Regions from separate parts of the Zea mays genome. Here region 2 is linked to region 1. A link is a contact called in public Hi-C data. All regions are on one chromosome and are shown on one strand. The core of a region is the stretch at or near the end of the contact, and the rest is flanking DNA. Distances in the headings are between cores, read along the strand shown. Region 1 holds the start of LOC100280873 (protein transport protein Sec61 beta subunit). Region 2 holds the start of LOC100382072.

What was found. A called contact is a pair of places that touch in the nucleus more often than the background predicts.
Region 2: a Hi-C map of tassel shows a contact between it and region 1, with 2.1 times the contacts expected there. The contact joins the promoter of LOC100382072 here to the promoter of LOC100280873 in region 1. A contact is called at or near these places in 2 of 25 Hi-C or Micro-C datasets (ear and tassel).

Annotation. Positions count from the first base shown.
Region 1 is chr8:137,053,132-137,059,814 of Zm-B73-REFERENCE-NAM-5.0, forward strand. It overlaps LOC100280873 (protein transport protein Sec61 beta subunit), which reads left to right and starts at 3,624. Exons shown (of 1, transcript NM_001153793.1): 1 at 3,624-4,489. The coding sequence starts at 3,766. The coding sequence ends at 4,089. It overlaps LOC101202700, which reads right to left and starts at 2,519. Exons shown (of 3, transcript NM_001294319.2): 1 at 2,171-2,519; 2 at 2,013-2,070. The coding sequence starts at 2,445.
Region 2 is chr8:137,417,721-137,424,403 of Zm-B73-REFERENCE-NAM-5.0, forward strand. It overlaps LOC100382072, which reads left to right and starts at 3,318. Exons shown (of 1, transcript NM_001174835.1): 1 at 3,318-4,284. The coding sequence starts at 3,510. The coding sequence ends at 3,890.

The sequences.
Region 1 (6,683 bases), core at 2,374-4,873:
GGCCACAGTTTTAGAAAATATTTTCCCAAAATTATGTCATTACTATTACTAGACTAGCAAAGTAGATAATGGCGAGCAACCATCAGGAAATCTTGCCATCAGTGCAGCAGAACTGCAGACCCTTATATTAGCGCACCAGCAGAATCTATGGGTGTGCTCTACTGCTTTAGGGCTCGTTTGGTGGACATGGAAATGGAGGGAATCTATGGTGGAGGGATCCTCTTGCTATTCAATTTTGAATAACAAGGGGATCCCTCCCCCATGGATCCCCTCCATTTTCATATCCACCAAACTAGCCCTTAGGTATTTTATGTTTATTTTATAAGCTGTATTGTAGGCTTTATGGAAATCTTGGATTGAGTTTAAACATATACATATACCTAGTGCGCCATCGGCAGATGGTATGTTACAATTAGTATCTTAATTTTTTTTAGAAAATACTACAGTGTTTCATCTCAGCCTTGTGTTTGACTCACAAAGAACATTCATTTGAATGCTTTGAACTAGAAAGTTGATTGTAGGTGTTAGGATTATAAGGACTGCTAGGGCACAATTACAGGTGCAGCAGTAAGACTTTGGTTTCACTGATTTCATAATGATATGTTAGCTGTTGATCCGATTGAAACAAGTAGCTCGATGCAGAATAAGATTATACATATGATCCTTGCAAATGCTTATCTGTTGTTAAATTATGATATCACTGAACCAGCCCACCAACACAAGCCTCTTTATAATAAAGATTAGACTTAAATCTAGGTCCCAAAATATATTTGGTCCAATCTAGATCCCAAATATATTTGGTGTACAATACATGATAACTAAATTATGCTAATGCTAATGCCGTGATGATAATCCCAAATCTAATTGTTGCCCAAATACACCTCTACCTGCAATCCAGCATAAGCTAGCATTCCAGCCAAAATATAGCAGTTGAAGGAATTTTCCAGGGGAAATACCAAGATAGCCTTCTGGCTTGCTGCAACAAAGCTAAAACAACTGTGCCCAAGGCCTGTGGCTTGTCTAGATCAGTGATCAAGATTCAAAATATGACTATGTTTAGCATCGATCAAGCAGATAAGCAAACCATTAGTTTCGACATTATACAAAAGATAAGCCAACTAGGCTCAGCATGATCTCAATATATACAAGCCACTGAACTAGAACATTACAAAGGAATAATATTCTTATGTAGATTATGATGTTGCTTATACAAGAATAGGCCCGATAGGCCTCATTACCCCGATATAAGCCGAAAAGGACCTTAACAGGTTCTCAATTAGAGTCAGAATAGAACAGAATGACTGTGAGTGTTTACTCCTTTTCTGTTATCTACCATGATAAAAGGAACCGAAATGAAATTTAGATTTCGGTACTGTGAAGGTTGAAGTTTGAGAAAAATCACTGAGAGATTACTGCACTATAGACTAAGGTCCTATTTGAATGCACTAGAGCTAATAGTTAGCTGTCTGAAAAAATGCTAGTGAAATTAGCTGGCTAATAAATAGCCGGCTAACTATTAGCTGGATTAAACTGGATATAACTAATGGGTAGTTGAGGGTGCAACTAATAGTTAGCTGAACTATTAGTTGGGGTGTTTGGATGACTCGAACTAATAGTTGAACTATTAGCTGGGCTGTTTAGGTGTCTCCAAGTAATTTTAGCAGCTAACCATTAGCTCTAGTGCATTCAAACAGAGCCTAAATAGTGTCAGCACAATAAAAACTTAATGTGGGAGGCTATTATGTAAGGATAACTAGTCTTCAACCAAAAAAACTCATGTTAATTATCATGAAGTTTGCTAGATCCTGAGCAATCCAAAATACCAGCTACAACAATACATCTAAGCCATCACGGCTTCAAATTGGCATGGTTTCACTTCCACACAAGAATCTCTAACAGCAGCCCAAGATGTATTTGCTGACCTGAGAAACGGAAACGAAGCACACTGGATTGCAATGTAAACGTCCTACAACGGGTAACATAAGACAAACTAAGATGACGCAGACGCAAACCTTGTAGTCGAGCAGCATCTGGGGCATCTTCTTCATCAGCTCAACAGTATTTGCTCGCCTGAGAGACGGAAATGAAAACGAGGCGTCAATCAGTTGACCCAGTGAGCAAACTAAGCACACAAATGGAGTGGAGGGGCGCAAGAGATGCGCGCGCTTACTTCTCGGCGGAGATGCGGTCGCACTTGTGGCCCTTGCGCTTGGTACGCATCTCCCCGCGGGGAGGATCGTAGCTCCAGTCCTCGCCGGCGAGGAGCACCTCCTTGCGGAGGCGGGCGCGCTTGCGAGCGCTGATGCCGAGCGGCTTCCACGCGCCGAGCTCCCAGTATCCCCACACCCCCTTCCCGAGCTCACCCTTGTACTTTGCCAGCTTCTCCTTCCACGGGTACCCCTCCGCCCACCTCGCCGCCGTCGCGGCCGCCGCCTTCCCGGCCATCGTCGTCAGCTCCGATCGCTCTGGGTCAGTTAGGGTTCAGCCCGCGGCTTCGGGTAGTAGAGTGACCACCTATTGGGCCTTCTGAGGCTGGGCCACATTGTAGCTCATGTATTGGGCTTTAATGGCACATAAGTGGGCGAGGGAGAGACCAGGTCCGCAGCTTTTTTTTCCAGCTTCTAGACACCAGAAGCTGCTGCAGACTAGTAAATGTCTAGCTTTTTTTCTTTTCAGTCTGCTTATATAAGAATTATTTTGGTCAAAATTGTCTAAAATCAACATGAACATATAATAAGCTGAGTCGTTGCGATAGTAAAAACCATCACTTTCGATATCATAAATCCTATGAAATATTTTATCTTCTTTTACATGTAATCACCATGATACTTAGATTCTCTTTACAGTCAGATTCTCCTCACAATCAGATTCTTAGAAAAGCTTCTCAGAAAAAAGCTGAACCAAACAAACCCCCAACTCTAATCGAGCCTTTTATAAAGCCTTGAGCACGAATTTCATGGAACATATTTTGGTTATAGAAGTTGTAAAAAACAGTTTCTATTTATTGTCTGCTTTTAGTACATTCTGATAAACAGCTAAACTGATAACTGCTTCAAAAATGTCCTGTTTGGTCTATCTTTTGCTTAAACCTATGAAAAAAATTTATAGAAGTTGTGTCAAAGAGGGCCTTTGTATACTGTCAACAAGATCTCGCTTCCTTCCAATACCGTTCATTTTTACAGGTGTGACAAATACGATAGAGTTGTTTACTTCTCTTTAGAAGTGAAGCACACTAACTAGTTCTAAGCGGATGAAAATCTAGAGAACTACTGAGTGGAAGAGATGGCCGGTTTGGAACAACCCCTCCTCTTATTATAGAACTGTTATATATTTGCAAATCCGCTCTTAGATCTTTTTAAAAAAAATCACTTAACCCAAGGAGCATAATAGTTTAAACGATAAAATGCCAAATGCCATCTCGACGTTCTCCCTTTGGTTTCGAGGTCCAAACGATAAAATGAAATGGGCTGGTGGGTCTCGTGGGCTCCGTTTTGCGATCTTTAGCAATTATCACGAGTACGTAGGCCGATAGTATGTACGTACGGGTTGGATACAGCCAGCCCAACGAATAGCAGTCGCACGGCACGCAGTAATAACCTGCCCATCCCCCGACCCCACCACCGAGCTTATCTCCTCCCGTCTAGGCGACGACGACGACGAAGCAGCGGGAGGAGCATAAGCGCCGCCGATCCCGAGCATACGAGCGAGTTCTCCACTCATCCTCCGCCTCGTGCCGCAGATCCCTACGTACGCCGCCCGCCAGCCATGGCCCGCTCCTCCTCGCAGTCGCAGTCCTCCGTTGGCGCTGGCGCCGGCGCCGGCGCGCGCCCGGCCACCGTGGGGCCGCGCGGCACGGCCGCGGCGGCCGCCGGGATGCGCCGCCGCCGCGCCACCGCGTCCGGCGGGGGTGGCGGATTCTCGGGGGGCGGCGGGAGCAACATGCTCCGCTTCTACACCGACGAGGCGCCGGGGCTCCGGCTCTCGCCTACCATGGTGCTCGTCATGTCCCTCTGCTTCATCGGCTTCGTCACCGCCCTCCACATCTTCGGCAAGCTCTACCGCTCCCGGACGGCCGCGGCCTCCGCGTGATCCGATCCGATCCGACCGCTCTTGCTCCCACACATCGGATCAGACAGACAGATCAGACGGTGAAGGTTTTGGTTTTTGGGTGATGAATTTGTGTATGGCGAGACGCGCAGCTTGTTGTGTTGCCTAGCTTTTGGTTGGTCCTTACTTTCGATCTGCAGATGGAAACCCTAGTACTGGTCAACTTAATGCGCCCTTTCTGTTATTTTCTTCCCTTGCTTTGAGAATTATTACTGGAATAACTATGACTAGTTTCTTCTAATTCTGCTTGCTAGCTACAAGTGCATCTTCCTAGCTTTAGATGTGCTCCATTGTTGTCGCTCCATTAACTACTTTCTGCACTTGCTAGGTATTCTGGGTACTTTTACCGAACTGGGGAGTTTGATTATTGCTTCGCACCTTACCTGCTAGCCATAAAATTCTGCATTATGTTGTGTGCTCCTATAATTTGTCAGTGTTTGTTTCGCCCCTCCAGCAAGCTCTTGTTCTGAAACTATAGCATTCGAAGTTTGTACAAGTAGCTATGCTCGACATGATGTTATTATGTTCATCGCGAGGTTATAACAATATGATGCTGGTTGATTTATATACCTGGAAGTTAGAATGGGCAAAGCATATGACAGCTCCTTATTGCATTAGGCTTGAACTGGATGCTGCTATGAGTTTTTTTATCAAAGTTTTAAGCGTGTCGGGTCAAGGGTATGGACCTCCACTAATGTTTGGTCGTCAGGTTAAGGGTCACTTGGGTGGGTCCCTAATGTCACTTGATTCCCCGAACTTTTATTAGTGTGATCTGATGTGGTTTCATTAGTGTGCTCTAATGTGGCATGACACATCCACATTCGATTTGTATGTTATAAAGGTATATCTTCATCTTATATACCTTAGTATCATTTAGTAGTGACAATCTTCCAACATCCTATCTATATGGCTAGAGTTGCTCGCCCTAGTGTACTTGTGGACTAAATCTTGTGTGTCTCAACATAAAAACATATTAATCCACCTAAGTTGTCACCCATTCACAAAAAATAAAGCAAAGCAATGACTTTTCAATCTGCCCCCTTCGTTGAGCACTTCACGCTAGTGTACTTGGATTTTATGTCATTTATCTAACTTTTCAATCTTTGTCATTATAATATGAATAAGCACCATAAAACTTGATTTAGTAGTGATAAGAGTCCCCTACATGTGTGCTTAAATGATTTAGATCCAAGATTACACACATGGATGAGTATAAATTTGTGGGAAGATTGTCAATGATGCTAAAGTATACAAGATAAAGATGTACCTTTGTGACATGTATACCACACTCATTAAAAACATACATAATGATGACAATGTTGTGCCACGTTAGAGCATACTAATGAAAGTTCGGTGATTTAAGTGATACAACATTTAAGTTCGAGGACCTAAGTCCTCTGAAAATCCGATAGAATTTAGCGAGAGCAGAGCAGACACTTGACTCATAACGCATGATCATCGCCGTGTAATCATGATCCCTAATTAATCAATTATCTTCCTTGACACGAATAATCATGCTCCTATTCCCGCTTATACAAGCCCGGCCACTAGGTAGCGACCTCCGTGGACGGTCGCCGCGGTTTTGGAGGCAGGCAAAGCGACGACCAACCAACCATGGGCCATGGCTACTCCACAAACATCTACCTGATTCGGTGATTCCACTGAAAACGATCAGACGCACAAGTCGCTGTCCTGGGTTAAGGCACCTCTCCTCCTGCTGATAGAAACCAAACCATGAGCCCCGCCCCAGTGGCGAAGCCACCAGGAGGGCCGGAGTGGGCCTGGCACCCCTAATGACTCAACCAAATCAGATTAATAATGTATCCTATAGCCCATTATCTTGCTGCCAGTTTATTATTTGGTAGTCTGAAACCCTTAATTTTTGGCCTAACCAAGTGGATTAGTTAAGCTGGGTAAAGATTCTTCTTATCCGATGGTAGATAAATTATTGAGATTACTCTTAACTCTCCCTGTGTCAACTGCGACCACAAAGAGAGCCTTTTCAGCTATGAAATTTGTGAAGACACGTCTTCGAAGAAAAATGGGAGATGCCTATTTACGGGATTATCTGGTCGTTTATATTGAAAGGGAATTAGCGGCAATGATTTGTTCTGATGGTATTATCAAGGCCTATGATCTAGCTAATACACGTAGAGCTAAATTCAAAATAACTGAGATGTAATTTTATTTTGTTTGACAAAATAGATGTTTCATTATACTGTTTTTTAATGAAGATTATATATCAATATATACATTGTGTTTGGTTTCCTTGTCATTTTTATATTGTGTCGTTACTGATTTGGTCGCTTGGAGGCTAAGTCTACCCTCTCTGTCTTCGGATCCTGGCTTCGCCCCTGCCCGGCCCCTAGTGCGTTTATTCACTCACTCACTCACCACCCATGTGCAATGCAAGCGAGATGGAACAAAAACGACAGACACACTGGGATGTGCAGTGCAGAGGCGGGGTGCTGTGCCTGTGCGCGCTCACCAATAATGCAGCGGGTGGTGCTTGTCCGGGCATCAGTATCTTCTTTGAACAACCAAGCTGTACTCACTGTATAGGGAGCAGTAGTAGC
Region 2 (6,683 bases), core at 2,068-4,567, 360 kb after region 1:
ACGTTTGAGACTTATGTTTGTGTTTAATACTTGTGTTGAACACTTATGTTTGTGATGGATATTTATGTTTGTGGTGACGGTTTTATATTTGTGTTGTCTATTTATGTCTGTGATGATATCTGTGATGTATATATGTGATATATATGTGATATCTTCTGTTTGTGGGATGGAATACAAACAACAAATAAAAAAGGTATATACTGGTCACTTTGCCGAGTGTAACACTCGACAAAGAGGCGCTTTGCCGAGTGTCAGGGTCATAACACTCGGCAAAGAGCACAGACCTGGGCACCGGTTTAGGTTCTTTGTCGAGTGTTATGTCGCTGACACTCGGCAAAGAGGTCGGCTTTGCCGAGTGCCGCACAGAACACTCGACAAAGAGCCTGACATGGGGACCCTCCCTGGCGAGGCTCTTTGCCGAGTGTCCCAAGTGGCACTCGGCAAAGATGGATTCTTTGCCGAGTGCTGCCGGGCAGACACTCGGCAAAGATAACTACTTTGTCGAGTGTCACCAGGGACACTCGGCAAAGCCGTCGTCTCCGTCACCCGGCGCCGTAACGGCTGCTTTTCTTTGCCGAGTGCCCGAGAAAAAGCACTCGGCAAAGAAGGCTTTGCCGATGCACTGTTTGCCGAGCCTTCTTTGTCGAGTGTCACACTCCTTTGCTGAGTGTTTTTAAGGCTTCACCGAGTGCTTCAGGCACTCAGCAAAGCGATTGATTCCGGTAGTGGGAGTAACACCTGAATTTGGTAGGTATTATGGAAAAAAATTTATACCCCAAATTTAGTGTGTTACACATATATGCTGCTAGCTAGTCCTCTCCACGGTCCACACATGAGTGACCACTGAGAAAGATCTAGACAGAGAGAAGAGATGAGTAATGGAGAATTCAATGATTCAACAGCCAATGCAATATTCTTTTAAGGTATCTCAGCTCGCATCAGAGATTTGCATCGATCAACCCACGCAGCAGATAACGACTGATCCATGGGCAGGCATGCGTATTTATGTAGCTTCTTGGATGGTGATATATCGGTTCCTTTGGAATAAAATGTCCACATATGCTTTCAGTAGTTGCAGTGGAAGATATAACGGTATGTCCATGGCAACGAACCCTAGGCCTAGTATACCACTAGTGCATAGCTGGACGCCTGGACCCCAAAGGAGATGAGAGCTTTCAAGATGGCTAGGGTTTACATTTTTGCTAAAATTTGTTTACTTTTATTTTTTATGCAAAAAGTTCCTCGAATATAGAATTTGAGACGGTACGCTCCCCCCGCCACCCCACCCAAAAAAAAAATATTTAATTTTGAAATTAAAACAATATTCTCAACCCTAAGCCTAGTATGCCACTTGTGCATATATAGAGGGAGAGAAACTTAGTGAAAGTTTTAAGGTTGGGTTGCTAATTAATTCAAGTTTTGATATAAATAATCAGTGTCAACAAAACCGGTATGGCCAAAGGTTAGTTTTTTTAGAATAAGGTCAAAGTTATAGCATTATATTATGTCTGAGTTTAATTTGATAACAAAGGATATGTGTGGAGGTTAATTAAATTAAATACCGCAGTAGCTAGCTCGTCCATTCACTTTTCTTAGATGGTTGGTAATGGTAATTCCATCCATTTCTTGGAGAGTCAAATAAAAGGAAGAATAAACAACTAGAGCGAAACCCTTACGTGGCTTATTAGTGAGCTTCCTTTGACAAGTCTTGTGGAATCCCCAGTTTAAGAATATGTAGAAGCTTGTAATATTTTCCTTTAGGTCCCGTTTGTTTCTTTTCATTTTGAGGAATTGGAATCTTACTAATGGAATAGACTATTTTTTTTAGAATGTGATATTCCACCACTTTCCAAAATTATCATATAAGCCTATCTCAAATTCATGGGGTGAAGGATGAAAATTGATTTTATAGATGTATATACTATTTTTTCCGATGTACAACTTATAGCACATCCTTCTACTTGCTTCACTATAACATAAATGTAGTATATAACTATCTCTCTCGTATGATTTAGGATGATATACAAATATATTATATATATAAATATATGAACTTAATTAGTTTTGTCTAAATTATAATTATTAAAATTCAACGAAACAAACGGGCCTACTGTAATTGCCTGTTCTTCGGCAGTCGGCACCACGCGAAAAAAAGATGGTCGTTGAGACTTGACACAGAAGTGGGCAGGGGAGAGTTTGAGCCCAATTCAATTCATTCGTGTGGATCAGTGTGCATTCCTTGCCCACTTGGGTTCGGCGGTGTTGCTAGTGGAATGCTGGGCTAGGTTGCGTGGGCCTTAGGCTGCCCGGTTTCGAAGATTGAGCCCATGCCTTTTTTGCAGCTCAAGCATTTCCTTTTCACTTTGTCTGTATTATCACTGATCACACGTACATCTAACAGAATAATGGTACTCCTAAAAGGTTAGTGCACAATCCTCTCGAGAATGTTTAGAGCAATTTTTTTAAAAAAAATACTAGTATATAATAATAACTAGTTTTTGTTATTGTCATATAATATAATGGATGCTCTCTCTAGACATACACATATCGATGCAGTAATACTAGTGTTGATATACTAGTAGGACGGAGTGAGTAAGACACAAGGTTTACCAACTTTATTGCACCTACGTATGTCTTAGTTGTATCTTTTACTTAAAAGCGCACGATGGTGTCGGAATTGTACATGACCTGAACATATGTTTGGTTTAACTAGTAATTAGCCCTGTACAGGCTCTAAACCTAAGTAGGTAGCAGTATGGGTATCATGAATGAATGGGATGCACGGCGTTTGATGAGACTGAGACTGAGACGACCGGCCTAGATGGTCCATGGATGGGTGGAAATTAATATCAACGCGAAATAGTAATGCTGACCATGCTCCCCCAAACGTAAAGACTAGTCGTCCTCGTTGAACAGCCGTACGTATGTTATGTACTCCTATATATATATATATATATATATATATATATATATATATATATATATATATATATATATATATATATATATATATATATATATATATATATATATATATATATATATATATATATATATATATGTCCATAAAGCACGTGGCCCGTTAGTCCGGCACGAAGCACGTTATTTTAACACGACACGAGCACGTCACGGCACGGGTTGAAGCGGGCCCAGGCTCAGCCTAGCCCGGATAGCGTGCCGGGCCCGACAGACATTTGAGTCCGTTGGGCTGGCCCAAGCATGGCACGGTATCTGCGGGGCCTTTTAACCAGCCCGTTTATTTTAACCACAAGACGCAAGGCCACAAGTCCCTGATACTCCAACGGCCCAACCCCAGCCGCCAGCCCAACACCCACCGGCAAACCCTAACCCACTCTTCCTCCCTTAGTCCCTCTCGTTCCTGGCGGCTGGCTCTCTCTTCCCTGCGGCGGCGCATCTGGGCACGGAGCCGTTCCTGTACGACTATACGTGCATGCAGGAGCCATGCCGGGGAAGCGCTGGGGAGTCGTTCGACCCGTTCCTGTACGTGCATGCGGGAGCCATGCTGGGAAAGCGCTGGGGAGCCGTTCGGCCCGTTCCTGTACGTGTATGCGGCGGCGCGTCTACTAGCTTCAGGGAGCAGCTGCGCAAGGAGATCACGGCGGCTCCTGTCCAACCGCCTTATCGGGCCAGCGGAAGGACCTGGGAGTAGCTACGCAAGGAGACCACGACGACTCCTGTCCAACTGCCTCGTCGGGCCAGGGGAAGGACCTCCTGTCGCTACTGCTGGCCGGGACGGAGGAGGCCACCGACCGGCGGCTCACCACGAGGGAGCTGGTGGACGGGGCAAGACCTTCTTCTTCGGCGGGCACGAGACCACGACGTTGGCGCTGTCGTGGATGCTGCTCATGCTCGTCGCGCACCCGGACTGACAGGACGCGTTTGCGGGCTCGGGCGGGCACGAGCCACTAAATGGGCCGTGCTATTCGGGCCGGGCCGGCACGATCGGGCCTACACCGTGTCGTGCTCAGGAAGAGATTTGAGTCCATCGGACGTCACGACACGGTTAAGTGGACGGGCCTAACCGTGCCGGGCTCAAACGGGTCGGGCCGAGTCGGGCTTGGACTGGGCCGGGCCGGGCTGCCCGTTTGGACATCTATATGTACTCCCAAAAGTAGATTATGTATGTATACAATTAATATAACCGTGGGGTGTGGGGACCAGCTGCTGAGTGGCTTATGTATGTAAAGCTTTTAATTCCATTGGAAGCCGCTAAACGAGCTAAAACGCTTTAATCAACTTTTAGTCCATTTTGTTTAGAACTTTAGTCAGTTTGCTTTTGCCCCATGGATCTAAAAAGACCCATATATGGTGGGTGTTGGAGTGAGGTAAACAAGGCAGGCAGGCCACAAGGTAGCACGGCATGGCCTTGACGCCTAACAAAGAAAAAAAATCAACTTTGGAGACGTGTTTAAATTTTTAGCTAACTTTAGTTTTATACAATGTGTACAAGATTTATGACGCGCAGAAGCACATGCTACAAAGTTCTCCGGTGGAGCATCTCCAAAGATTAACAAAAAATTACTAAATTTACTGATTTAGCTACTATGTAAAATAGAATTTAGAATAAAAGAGTATAGACTCCAACAGACTCGGTACATTCAAAACTTTCTATGGCGAATAAAGCAAGCTAAAAAAATAGAGGGCGAAGGCCGAAGGTGTAGGATAAAGAGTCTAGTTCGGACGTTCCTTTTTTTCTAACAATAATCAAATTTGTTTTTTACAAAACGATCTGGCTAGTCTAGAAGGAAGCCAGAAACAATAGTGAAAATACAATACGTTGGGAACACGAGTATATACAAATACAAAATACCAAAACCCGTCATCATTAGATCCAACAAATGCCGCACTTGCTGTTGTACCCACCCACCATATTACACTTTTATTATCACTACTACATTACGTTAGGAGCCAAGAGAAAAAGGTCCAAAAAAAAACGACATACTTGTCCAATAGCGCCGACACGATTTCAAGCACGGGTCCTCCATTCTATTCGGACACGTACGCGCTCGGAAGCTTTCGAATCTCACTTCTCTTTTCGAAAACGTTTTTCTTTTTTTTTTAAAAAAAGAACAAGGCACTTGGAAGAAAGTGTTGAGAACTACGTTACCACGGATCACCAGATTCGCTCCCTTCTCTCCCATCAGCAGTAGAGGCGCAAGAAGATGTAGAGAACCTGTCTCCCTTCCCATAAGCACGACAGAGAAAACACACGAGACACTGGATATAGGGTTGGGCCTCTGACCTCTTTTTTATCTCTCTATTCCATATGAGGGGTATAGGTTATATATATAGAGACGCGATAGCCCTCAGGGCTATATTCGGTATTTGCCCACATTACCCTTCATTAGGGTTTCTCAACACTCCCCCTTGGGCGAATACCGCGACCAACACATGCCTCGTTAAAACTCCAAAAAAACTCAGTGGAAAAAATATGGAGAAAGAGTGCATGGTGATACAAATTGCATTTGCACTTTGTTGCCTCGTTAAAAACCTCATGTGAGAAACTTCAAGAAAACTCACCAAGGGAAAACGAGTACAACAGCTGTCATCGGGACAGATTTCGATCCTCTGGGATCTAGATTCTACCGAATCTTCTACAAAGGCTAACTTTAGAAATGTGCTCCCCCTGATCCTTGCAAAACTGTATCAATATGGCAAAATATTTTCTTCTGGAAGTATATGCACATATAGATTTAGCAAACAGATTGCATATCCTTGCAAAGATTATTTCAGGAACTTCACCTCAACTCACTTCTAGGATACACGAGGTAAGTGCACGTATCTATACTACTCTATAAGATAGTAGTGTAGACGTCCACATTCGTATGGTGCACGGTTCTGCCAGTCTCCTCTCCGCGACGCACGCCCGAGATCCTCTCCGCGACGCACGCCTCCCTCTCCTCGCCCCACCCTCCTCCCCACGCCATCAGCGCCGCCATCATCGGATCCGGCCAAGAAGCCTCCGCCCCACGTGCCCGAGTCGTCGAGGCACACTCCTGCCCACCTCCGGCGTCCACGCACATCTCCGCCTCACCTCAGCGCCCGAGTCGTCGCATGCGTTCGTGGTGGCGTCCATCCCCGCCGTCGCCCATGCTCGGCCCGCTGCAGGCCGGCGCGCCCTGGGGCCTCCCGAGCCCCGGCTCCGGAGCCTCCGTCGCCGACGACGCAGCGACCACCACCACTCGCCCTTGCCCCTCTCTCCCCTCCCGCACCTCTAAATCAGATCATCATCCGCGCCTCCCCCTTCCATCCCTCACCTCCTTCGCCATGCCGCAGCCACCACCTCCGGCGGCTGGAGCCTGACCTAGATGCGATGGACGACCTCAATCCCACGCCGCCAGTGGATTTGGAGCGCTGGCCCTCACTGTCGCGGAGCGGTGGCACAAGGCGGTGGATATGCAACCGCTCCCCCAATCCTCGCCGGCATTTAGCGCCCCTCCCTCGCTCATCCACGCGCACGTAGCCGCTGCGTCGTCGACCCCGACCGCCCTCGCAAGTCCGGTCGCGTCGGTGCTCATGGACCGGCCATGGTAGGCGAGATCTGCGGCCATGGTAGGCGAGATCTGCGGCCCCTTCCATGGTAGGCGAGATCTGCGGCCATGGTAGGCAGCCCCCTTCCATATTTGACTGCCATGGCATGCACTGCACCGCCTTCCCGCCCC